2 separate regions of the Zea mays genome follow, and region 1 is linked to region 2. Evidence: chromatin contacts called from public Hi-C data. All regions are on one chromosome and are shown on one strand. The core of a region is the stretch at or near the end of the contact, and the rest is flanking DNA. Distances in the headings are between cores, read along the strand shown. Region 1 holds the start of LOC100284153 (holiday junction resolvase, S1x1p, URI domain nuclease). Region 2 holds the start of LOC103640651 (regulatory-associated protein of TOR 1).

What was found. Hi-C and Micro-C count contacts between places; a contact is called where the count stands out from the background.
Region 1: a contact with region 2 is called in a Hi-C map of leaf, with 3 times the contacts expected there. The contact joins the promoter of LOC100284153 here to the promoter of LOC103640651 in region 2. A contact is called at or near these places in 2 of 25 Hi-C or Micro-C datasets (leaf and leaf mesophyll).

What each region holds. Positions count from the first base shown.
Region 1 is chr10:1,246,159-1,251,085 of Zm-B73-REFERENCE-NAM-5.0, reverse strand. LOC100284153 (holiday junction resolvase, S1x1p, URI domain nuclease) reads right to left here and starts at 2,917. Exons shown (of 3, transcript NR_182038.1): 1 at 2,021-2,917; 2 at 1,467-1,528; 3 at 728-1,226. LOC103640656 (serine/threonine-protein kinase BLUS1) reads left to right here and starts at 4,312. Exons shown (of 1, transcript XM_008664139.2): 1 at 4,312-4,927. The coding sequence starts at 4,343.
Region 2 is chr10:924,957-929,947 of Zm-B73-REFERENCE-NAM-5.0, reverse strand. It overlaps LOC103640651 (regulatory-associated protein of TOR 1), which reads left to right and starts at 2,514. Exons shown (of 23, transcript XM_035963278.1): 1 at 2,514-3,188. The coding sequence starts at 2,859. It also overlaps the pseudogene LOC103642236.

The DNA of each region.
Region 1 (4,927 bases), core at 1,668-4,167, 320 kb before region 2:
TTGAGTACTCGACATCTCCCAATCCTGTTTAGGGTTAGGATTTCCACTTCTAACACCACCACTAGCGCTCAAGAATGACACGAAGCTAAACTGAGAGAATCTTGGTCGTGGCAAGGTGGTGATGAAGTGACGATCAATTGAGTCTATTTTGGTGTTATCTTCAGTAGATTATACATATGGTCATGTAAAAGAATGTTTTACACTGTAAATTATACTATTCATAGAGTGAACTTTAAAATGTAAGACAAGATAGGTAATATGATAGGCAAGTTGTTGAGGACAGCTTAAACTTCTGACCAAGTTCTGTCGTGCCAAGGAGCGGGCTGCATTTTTTATCGGTCCTGCATGCAGTCGGATTTGTTACTTCCTTCGTCCACAAATGTTTGTCGCTATGATATTCGTGCTGGTCAAAAAAAATTGACTAGATTTATAGAATATATTAGTAACATTTATATCTTCAAATAATTTTACTACAAAAATAGATTCAAAGATCTATCTAATAAAATATCTATCTAATAATACTAATTATGTACTATAATTATTAATATTTTTATATAAATGTGGTCAAAGTTAAAAATGTTTGACTCCTCAAAGAGTGGGAACGACCAACATTTATATATTCAAATATTTTATATTGTTGCATACTTGTGCTAGTAACAACAGTTTCAAAGCCGGGCATAAATTTCCACATGGCATTCAGCAGAACTTGGCTCAAATGCAGTGCGGAAAGAATAGCTCCACTGAAAGGCCAAGATGAATGAGAAGAAATATAGGTGATTACAATACATAAGTATAATTTACATTTACAAACGGGTGTCGCATGATCCATATTATTGTTCGGAAACAATTGTTCATAGAAAAAAAAATCAAACATAGAATTTCACTGGGGCTACTCTTGGTTTTTCATGTTAAGAAAGCATAGCAGCAGCCATCTTGATTGTTCAGCAGAAGATTATAAGTTATCTTTGCTACGAGCTGCTAGAAGACAGGAGGATTCTTAAGTGGTTATGTTTCTCCAAGTTAGATGCCTGCCACCTGCATAGTGCAAGTGATTAAATGGTCTCAACTTGACTGCCATTTGATTTTTAGGTGGCTACAATCCATGAATGTTTCCACTCTGCTCAAAGCTGCTTCTCGATGTTGCAACACTGACTTCATGCTAAGCTCAGTTCTTTTCCGTGCAATTTTTCGGGAGACGATCTTCCATTTCGATTCAAACTCACAGGCTGCAAAAGGATGATAAGATAAATAAGACATCTTTTGCACTAGTCCAAACTCAAGTAGCAAATGACCATTTCCTTTCTGATGCAGAAATTGCAGATGCTAGTAAGTACAATAAGCTGAACATTACATTAAGAAACTTTCATGAACTGAAACACTCCAAGTTTTGTGGATGGTATTAATACTTTTATGTATGAAAATGAAGGAAGCAAAAATTGAATGCTTAGTACATGAGGATTAACTACCTCGAAAAAGATAGATGAACTAGTTGGTTATACGCCAGGACACATGACAGGCAGTCAAGTTGCTGCGGGGTTAGTATGGTAACTTGGTAAGGTAAACATAGCACAATTAACTGAAAACCCGAACGAACATAAAGAATAGTCCCAGCATCCAATTACAAGTAAATTTAGCAATCCCAGGCTAAATAGCTAAGAAAGTTGTACGCACAACCTAAAGAGTGACAAGCAGACTGTTCTAATCTATACTACTCTATTAAGAATCTAATGTAGGCATCTGGTGCTACCACGGCTTCACCCTCCCCACGCCCAGCGCCCACAAAAAACAGTGCAAAAACGAGCACTCGAACCCACACCTCTCTGTTCTAGAAATTTGGGACTAACCACCGGACCACACGTATCTTGGTGTTTAGAAATAAACAAAAATATATTTGTAGCCTAGGCGTCGCTCCCCACGGTCTCCCACCTCGTGACAACACACGGACACATACCTAGTCTATTAATTGAAGAACCATCAAAGTGTGAAGCTGTAAGCCAGAAAACAGATAGTTACTACTAACCTTCACTTCTGTTGGCAAATCCTTCAACAAGGCATGCGAGATTCCAAGGCCTGCCGGCAGAGGAAGCTTTTGCACCACCTTTTAACTCACCATTATGTTGCCGCAGCCTATATAAATATATAAAAAAGGCTCCTTTCACTAATACACAAATACAACATCTATGTGCATGACTAGTACTACAGGTCTTTATTCATTTTAACAGTATGCTTGCTTAAGCTGCTAGCTGTTATTAACATATACCTATTGAAAAACTGTGAATTAAATTTGCATTTTCAAGCATGTGTATCCTGCAAACCAGAGCAAGGCGACTCAGAGTATGAATACAAAACAAGAAGTACTAAATTGAAGCAAAGCAATCAAATTTCAGCCCTAACGAGATAGAGCCACACTGTCCTGCAACAAGCACAACCGGATGGGGTCAATTTCTTGTGGTTCTGCAACTCCAACCGTAGTCTTCTCCAAATGCTAACACCACACGAACTTAGCTTGCTGCAACCATATGACGACTATCCGAGACAAGCAAGTGGGGAAAGGAACGGGGGAGGCAGGTAGAGCAGGGCGAGGAATCACCGGCGAGGGAAATCGGTGGTGACGCCGACGTACGTGCGGCGGATCCGGGATGAGGCTATAAGGTACACGCACCACGGCGGCGGCGCCTTAGTACTCTTCGCGGCCCCCGGCGGCGGATCCCCGGACGCCGAGGCCGAGGAGGAGGCGGCAGGCTCACCGCACTTTGGAGGAAGAGCGCGCGGGATTTTGGTGGCACGGAAGGCCGCCGTGAGGCTCATCTCTCACCTGGCCGGCGGGGCGGAATCGTTCGTGGCATTCACATCCATCCATTCCATGCCCATGCATGGACGAAATTTACGAATTGAATGGGAGGAAATCGGTGACGTCATCGGATGAACGGGCCTTGAGCCCTTGATGGATAAATGATCGTGGGCCTCAATGGACAAATGGTGGTGTGTGTTGACTGTCTTCGGTAGAGTTTCAATAGAGTGCGTAAAATATAGGATGCAAAATTATAGATTTAAATTATCAAAATCATTTGAATTACATCTCTATTTTTGTTTCAAGGGTCAATTAAAAATCATGTAAATATTTGATGACGTTTTTAAACAAGAGGAAATATCCTTAAGCTTCTAGAATTTTTGAAAAAAAAAACACATATATATTAAGACATAAAGAATCCAAATAAATACTTAAACCACGTGAAAATACCTTTAGAAGCTTTCAAAATTTTAATTTAGCTCTAGACAAATTTTTAAAAGATAGAAAAAATCTACAAATTTCATAAAACACTCTAGTTGATGTTAAATAGCGTTTTGATTTTTCTTCACAACAAAAAATGTAATACACTCTAGTTGATCTTTTGCTGGGGCTTAATTAATGTGATCTTCAAACTTTGCTTGTTCATGGTGTCTTCACACGATCAGACCTGAGACAGGAACATCTACCCAAAAGCAGTCTTGTACTGAATAGCTTCACGAGCAACCCAGCTCCTTCGGCCGTGACAACAACACAATACCACCCAAAGCTGTGGCCACCCATCTTCTTTTCTTTCTCTTTTTATCTTTCCCCATGTCTTCACATGCACCTTAATTAATTATTCGACTCCAAGACCCGTTAATTACATCACCAGTGCAATGTAATTTTCACTCCAACCATATAATATGCACGCATCTCCATTTTTTGACCATACATATATACCCCTTGTCTAAAAAAGAGTACATGCATGTCTCTTTTCTTGAGGAGTTAGTAGATATTAAGTTTTTATAAAACCGGTTTTGGACGCCACGTCGATGTTCGATTTGAGCAAATACGATTTTAGACGGTTTTCAATGGGCTGGCAAGTTCTAGCACCTGTTTTCCTAATTTTAAGAGTCCGGGGACTATAATGCCAAGTTTCAGGTCCGTTGATACATTTTACTCGTTTTGGATGGGTGGTCATGTTCGAACACCCGTTTTACCGGTTTTGAGAATTTGAGAACTCAAGTGGCACAACATTGCTAACTTCAACTCGTTGATGCATTTTACTTTTAGGTTTTTTTTTAAAAAAAATAGTATCATTATTTGCAATTCTGAATAGGTTTATATGTTATAAAAAATATATTTCATTTGTATATGTTTGTTTTTTATGAGGCAATCAATCACAAGTTTAACTATATTTATAAAAAAATATAGTATCGTCATTTGTATTTTTGAACACATTTGCTATAAAAAAATATATTGTGTGTGACGGACGGGTATGTCATGATGTGTGTATATATATTAGTGTCTCTCACTTTGTGACGTGCCACTACACAATATACTGATCGATAAATGCTACGTGCAGCTGGCCTCTTTGCTCCAGCCGCCACGGCCGCGCCGTCAGCTATGGCGGCGGCCAACAATGCTGCTAGCGGTGGCGGCGACGAAGCGAGGTACCCGCTGAACGCAGAGTCCTACCGCCTGCTGTGCAAGATCGGGAGCGGCGTGAGCGCGGTGGTGTACAAGGCCGTGTGCCTGCCTCTGGGCTCGTCGGCGGTGGTGGCCATCAAGGCGATCGACCTGGAGCGGTCGCGCGCCGATCTGGACGGCGTGCAGCGGGAGGCCAAGGCCATGGCGCTGCTGTCCCACGGCAACGTGCTCCGAGCGCACTGCTCCTTCACCGTGGGGAGCCACCTGTGGGTGGTGATGCCCTTCATGGGCGCCGGCTCGCTGCACTCCATCCTGCGCCACGGGTTCCCCGGCGGCCTGCCGGAGCCGTGCGTGGCCGTCGTGCTCGGGGAGACGCTCCGCGCGCTGTGCTACCTCCACGGACAGGGGCGCATCCACCGCGACATCAAGGCCGGAAACATCCTGGTGGACTCGGACGGCGCCGTCAAGCTGGCCGACTTCGGCGTCTCGGCGTCCATCTACGAGACC
Region 2 (4,991 bases), core at 1,265-3,764:
TGTTCTGATAAAAGGAAGGCATTTGTTGTTGTTGTTTTGACATTCTTATTGCTCTCTTGTGATTTCGTTTATCACAGAAAAGCAAGGATGATGCATAATGAACGTCTATGATTTATAATGGTATGTTCTTCAGGTTGGGAGTACTCTACTGATGGGAAATGTGAAAAAATGCCATCAACAAAGATGCTCAACGTGCCTCCTTCAGGATTTATAGTTCATGCAGAGGTAAAAGGAAATCCTGCTATGATGCAGTGGCACAAGTGTATTATATTGTATTGTATTGTAGCGGTGTGTTCTTTTGATCATCCAACAGATAGTGATGGAACTGCCAGTTGAACATGTACTACTCCTGGATAACCTCTTGGACCTTGCTCATGCTCCTTTTACACACACATCCACCTTTGCCAAAGGGCTGGAGTGTTCCAAGGTATACCTTTGCATCTCACTTGTGAAAACTAGCTGACGAATATACACTTCCATAATATCACCATGGTGGCTGATGTCGTGTTGTTTCTGTCAGTTTGGTGAAGTTCTTAACACCTGCGTCTGGGCTCCAAGGGTACTGGGATCCTTTCCCGATCGACATGGAGTTCCGACCGCCATGCATGGTCTTGTCGACCATTGGCATCTCAAAGCCTGGGAAGCTAGAAGGGAAGAGCACCCAACAATGCTCCACGCACCTCCACCAGCTCCACGTCTGCTTGCCCCCCTCTAGGAACAAAACTTGGCTGTTGTACCGGATGTCGCTAGACTTCGCTCCGTTGCTCAAGCACGCACCGCTCATGCACCTGCTGTGGTCACATTTTGCAGAGAAGGCACGTCAGTCAATGTGATAAAGTAGTTTATAGGAATTAGTGTAGAATGCGGCTGGAATTGGTTCAGAAAATGTTCTTGACAAATCTAATATCTTTTCATGGTGGTCTTGTGCAAGTCTAGAACGAGGACCTCCGGCTTTTTCTTGGTCAGCAAGAACGGATGATCAATGGCGCCAACGTCTGGAACTGGCCGGTATCATATGACAAGCTCGGGGTACGGTACCGGTTGTGGAGAGACACTGTTGAGAGGGGCTCTAAACGGTTGCCATTCAGTAACCAAGCTGAGAGTGGATCATAGCCGGCCGATGGGCCTCTTAATTTCTTCCTCGTCACATTTATTCGTGAGACGACGGCCAGAATTAGTTACCTAGGCGTGCGTCTCTATGCTCTGCTCCCTGATGCTGCTGCGTCTATCTGGAAGGCGAAGGTTGATGGGCAACATCATCGTCTCTCTCTCTTCTCTGGTGTTTGAATGTACACTAGCGTCAGCATCATGAGATGCAATTGTAATTTGAGGTTGATATTTTCTTTCTTTCTTTTTTTTTCCTTTTCGCTTTCTTCTTTTCTTCGCCCTTTTTGTGTAAAGATTCAGCAAATGTTACTCTGTCAAAGCATGTATAATCAATCATACTACTAACTACGGAGACATGTTCATATGAGAAATGGCAGCAACACATCTTTGCTTATATTCACCATCCGTTCCTAGCGTGTATGCCACAACAGACACAAAGTCGTCTAAGCTATGCACATCGAAAAACAAAACAAAAACCAGGAAAGAGCAGTTGGTTTGCGGCTGCTTGTGGGCCAGGTCTGTCAATGACCATACGAGGAATGATATGCACCAGAGCTCCATGCCAAATGGAAATGAACATCACAAGGTTTTCCTATTTGCCAAATTGCCAGTACCAACATCAGATCAAGGAGTGGTTCCAGTCAACGTTAAAGATCTATACAAAACTAAATCAGTATTGAGCTGTGCGTTGCGACGGCATACAAAATATTGAATAAAATAGTAATGCACAACTAAATCATTTCAAAAATATATGTAATGCTCAAAGGATAGTGTTTGTGGATGTTAGAGAGTGAGCGGACGCTCCTGGATAGCGAAGCGTGGAGAACGAGCGAGCGGGTGGGGGCGTGACGCACAAAAAACCACGACTGGAACTATTAAAAGTAGTGCATTATTATAGTAGTAAAGATAGTAGATAAAATACCCCCACCCAGTTGTTAACATGTCGATCTAATAATTCAAAATACCACTTTTAAAGATGGGATAAATATATTAGTCCAGATTTCCAGATAACAAAACTACATTAAATTAGCCAAAGAGACTATATGGCACTTCTACATAAAATAAAATAAAATAAGAAAGAAAATTCTCGTTGAAAGAGAAGTGATAACAATAATGGGAAATGAGAAGAGAAAGAAATACTCTACAGTAGGGTGTATCATAGTGATGTTTGTCGTTCCGTATCAATGTTTCATACAAATCTTTTACTTCCGTCGCAACGCATGGGCACATATCTATAACAATATAACACACATATGTACATAAGTTATCGTATCATTATATGGTTCCGTTGCAACGTACGGGCACTCACCTAGTATACATATATATTTATAGTGCATTCAACCATTACGAGAAGAGAACGAGCTGTGTCCATTGTCTCCAAAAGTAGTAAAATAATGGAGGAAAGAGGGCAGGCAATTTCCATTTCCAACCTTTATACTATAAATTTTATTTTGTTTTCCCTCAATCTCTCTCCTCGGCTGCTCGCCTGGCGTCGCGTCGCCTGCTTCCTCGTTCCCGCATCGAGACGCCGCTTCCCGTCCCTTCCCCCTCCTCTCTCTCTCCTCCCGGCCAACCAAACCCTAACCCTAAACCCCTCCCCCACCAACCTCGGCCCAGTCTCCCCACCCCCACTGACCCGGCTCCCCACCTCCGACTCGCCACGCTGGCCCGATTCGATCGATGTACGTGAGCGAGCTCCCGACCTCATGATGGTTTTGGCTGCGGGGTGAAAAGAGGCACAGCAAGCGTCGATGGCATTGGGAGATCTCATGGCGTCCAGGCTCGTCCACTCCTCGTCCTCCAGGGGACTGTCGTCCTCGCCGACGCCGCCGTTGCCCAATCAACACCACCACCAGAACCACAACCATACCGGGGATGGCCTCCTGGCTGCCAGCGGGCCGGAGCCCAGGAACGGGCTGGAGGCCGACGAGGTGGATAAGTCGGCGCCCGTGCCGTACCTGCCCCAGCTGGTCGTGCTGTGCGAGCAGCGCCACGAGCCTGAGGGGATCGATGAGGCTGCGGCCGCAGCCGCAGGGCCCTCCACCAGTGGCCTCGTCTCCAAGTGGCGCCCCAAGGATCGGGTAATGGATGTGATGCAGATTGCAGATGCCGTTTCTTCTGATGTTATACTCCGCTATTCACTGAATTCGGCAACGCCTGTTCTCGGGGGCATCTTTGGGATAGCACTTAGCTGATTTAGCTTTAAAATGGTAGCTTGGGTGCAGCTGCGAGGAGTATGAAGTGATTACGGTGCCTGCCAACTTAGCAAATTAGCATTTATTTATCAATCTCCGTTACGGAGCACGTATGGACTAAGGTGTGGTGTTGCCAGATGTAACTAGCGAGGCCCCGGAAGTCACGGAATAAGTAACCGCTATGCTCACTATTGTGAGCAGGACAATCACGATATGGTGGTATGCATTATCGTTTGCCACTGCCTAGTGTCTTCTGCTTCACAAGTGTTTTGAAAGGTTGTCGGGGAGGGATAAATTATAAATTACATGTTGTATTACTCTTTTACTGCATAATATGACACTGAACATTTCTTTGTTAATATTAACTGCTACAAAACAAATGTATTGTGCCCAACTCATTCAAATTCTTAACTTCATTTACCACCTAGATGTAGCATGGTGATAACATTTTCAACCTGTATGCCTTGGATAAAAAATAAACAGTATTATTCTGGGTATCTAACAGGCCCTATAAATATTGTGTTGATCATGGTGACATGTGCATATACCTACATATAGAACAAAATTCCATGCTGTGCAGTCTTTGAAAAGTTTTTGGTATCGAATAGGCACTATCACATACCTAAATATAATGAGTGCTAACCCCCCCTTCCAAGTTCCAAGTGACACTTCATATCAGTAATCAGTGACTTGTTGGCATCATATCATTAATGGAAATACTTAGTCTCACTGGGTTGCTGTTGGTGAAGCTATATAAGTTATAGGCAAAATTGCATCAATAACAAATGAACCATTTTTTGCACTTTTCTAACATACTGCTCATAGCATCATATTGCTAAATGGAATGCCTCAATTTTGCCAAAGTTCAAACATGGGCAGAGTCGCCATTGGCCAAGTTAAACTTTGCTGACCTCCATCTGTTAATGTCACTGGAGGCTTAAGACTTAAGAGCTTCCACTGTAACAAAGTTGGCATGCAAGCACATTGTTGTTTTAGGGTCACCATATTGTGCATGTTGCAATGGCATGAAGCACCAGATGGGAAATATGGTGTTTCAGTGCATGACAACATGCATATGTGATTGCTAGATAGGAGGTTTTGGCTACAAAGTTGAGGTTTCTGTACATGAAGCAGAAATCAATTTGACATAATGAGCCTTAAAGTCCCTGGAATAACATTAGGGATTATTAATGCTCTTGGGCAAAGACAATTTCTGCATATGTACGTACATATGTTCCATTTTCCTTATTTTCTTTTCGGAATTTTGCAGAACCACTTGGTGTAACTATGTACCATGTAAAGTAATCTGTCCTTTCACCCTTGAGACAAAGTCCCCTAGTTTTGCAGCTTATATTTATTGTGTGAGGATCATGTTGAAAGTCAACGGCACTACTGAGCTATTTCTTCTATTTACTATTGGAATTCTCTGTCTGTTCTGCCTGGTTTAATGTTCTGCACCGTTACTGATTTAGTCATTATAGAATTTATAGATATTTTATCGTTTCTTTTGTCTGGCCATGGCCTATGGGATGGTTTGCTAGTTCTTATAAGTTTTTCTACGCGAAAGGGCCTCTAGCTGAGTTCGTTAGGTGGTCTGAGTAGCAATCCTCAGGTCCCGAGTTCGAATCCCAGTGGGAGCGAATTTTAGGCTGAGGTTTAAAAAGGTCACTCGCTGGTTCTGCTTGTTGT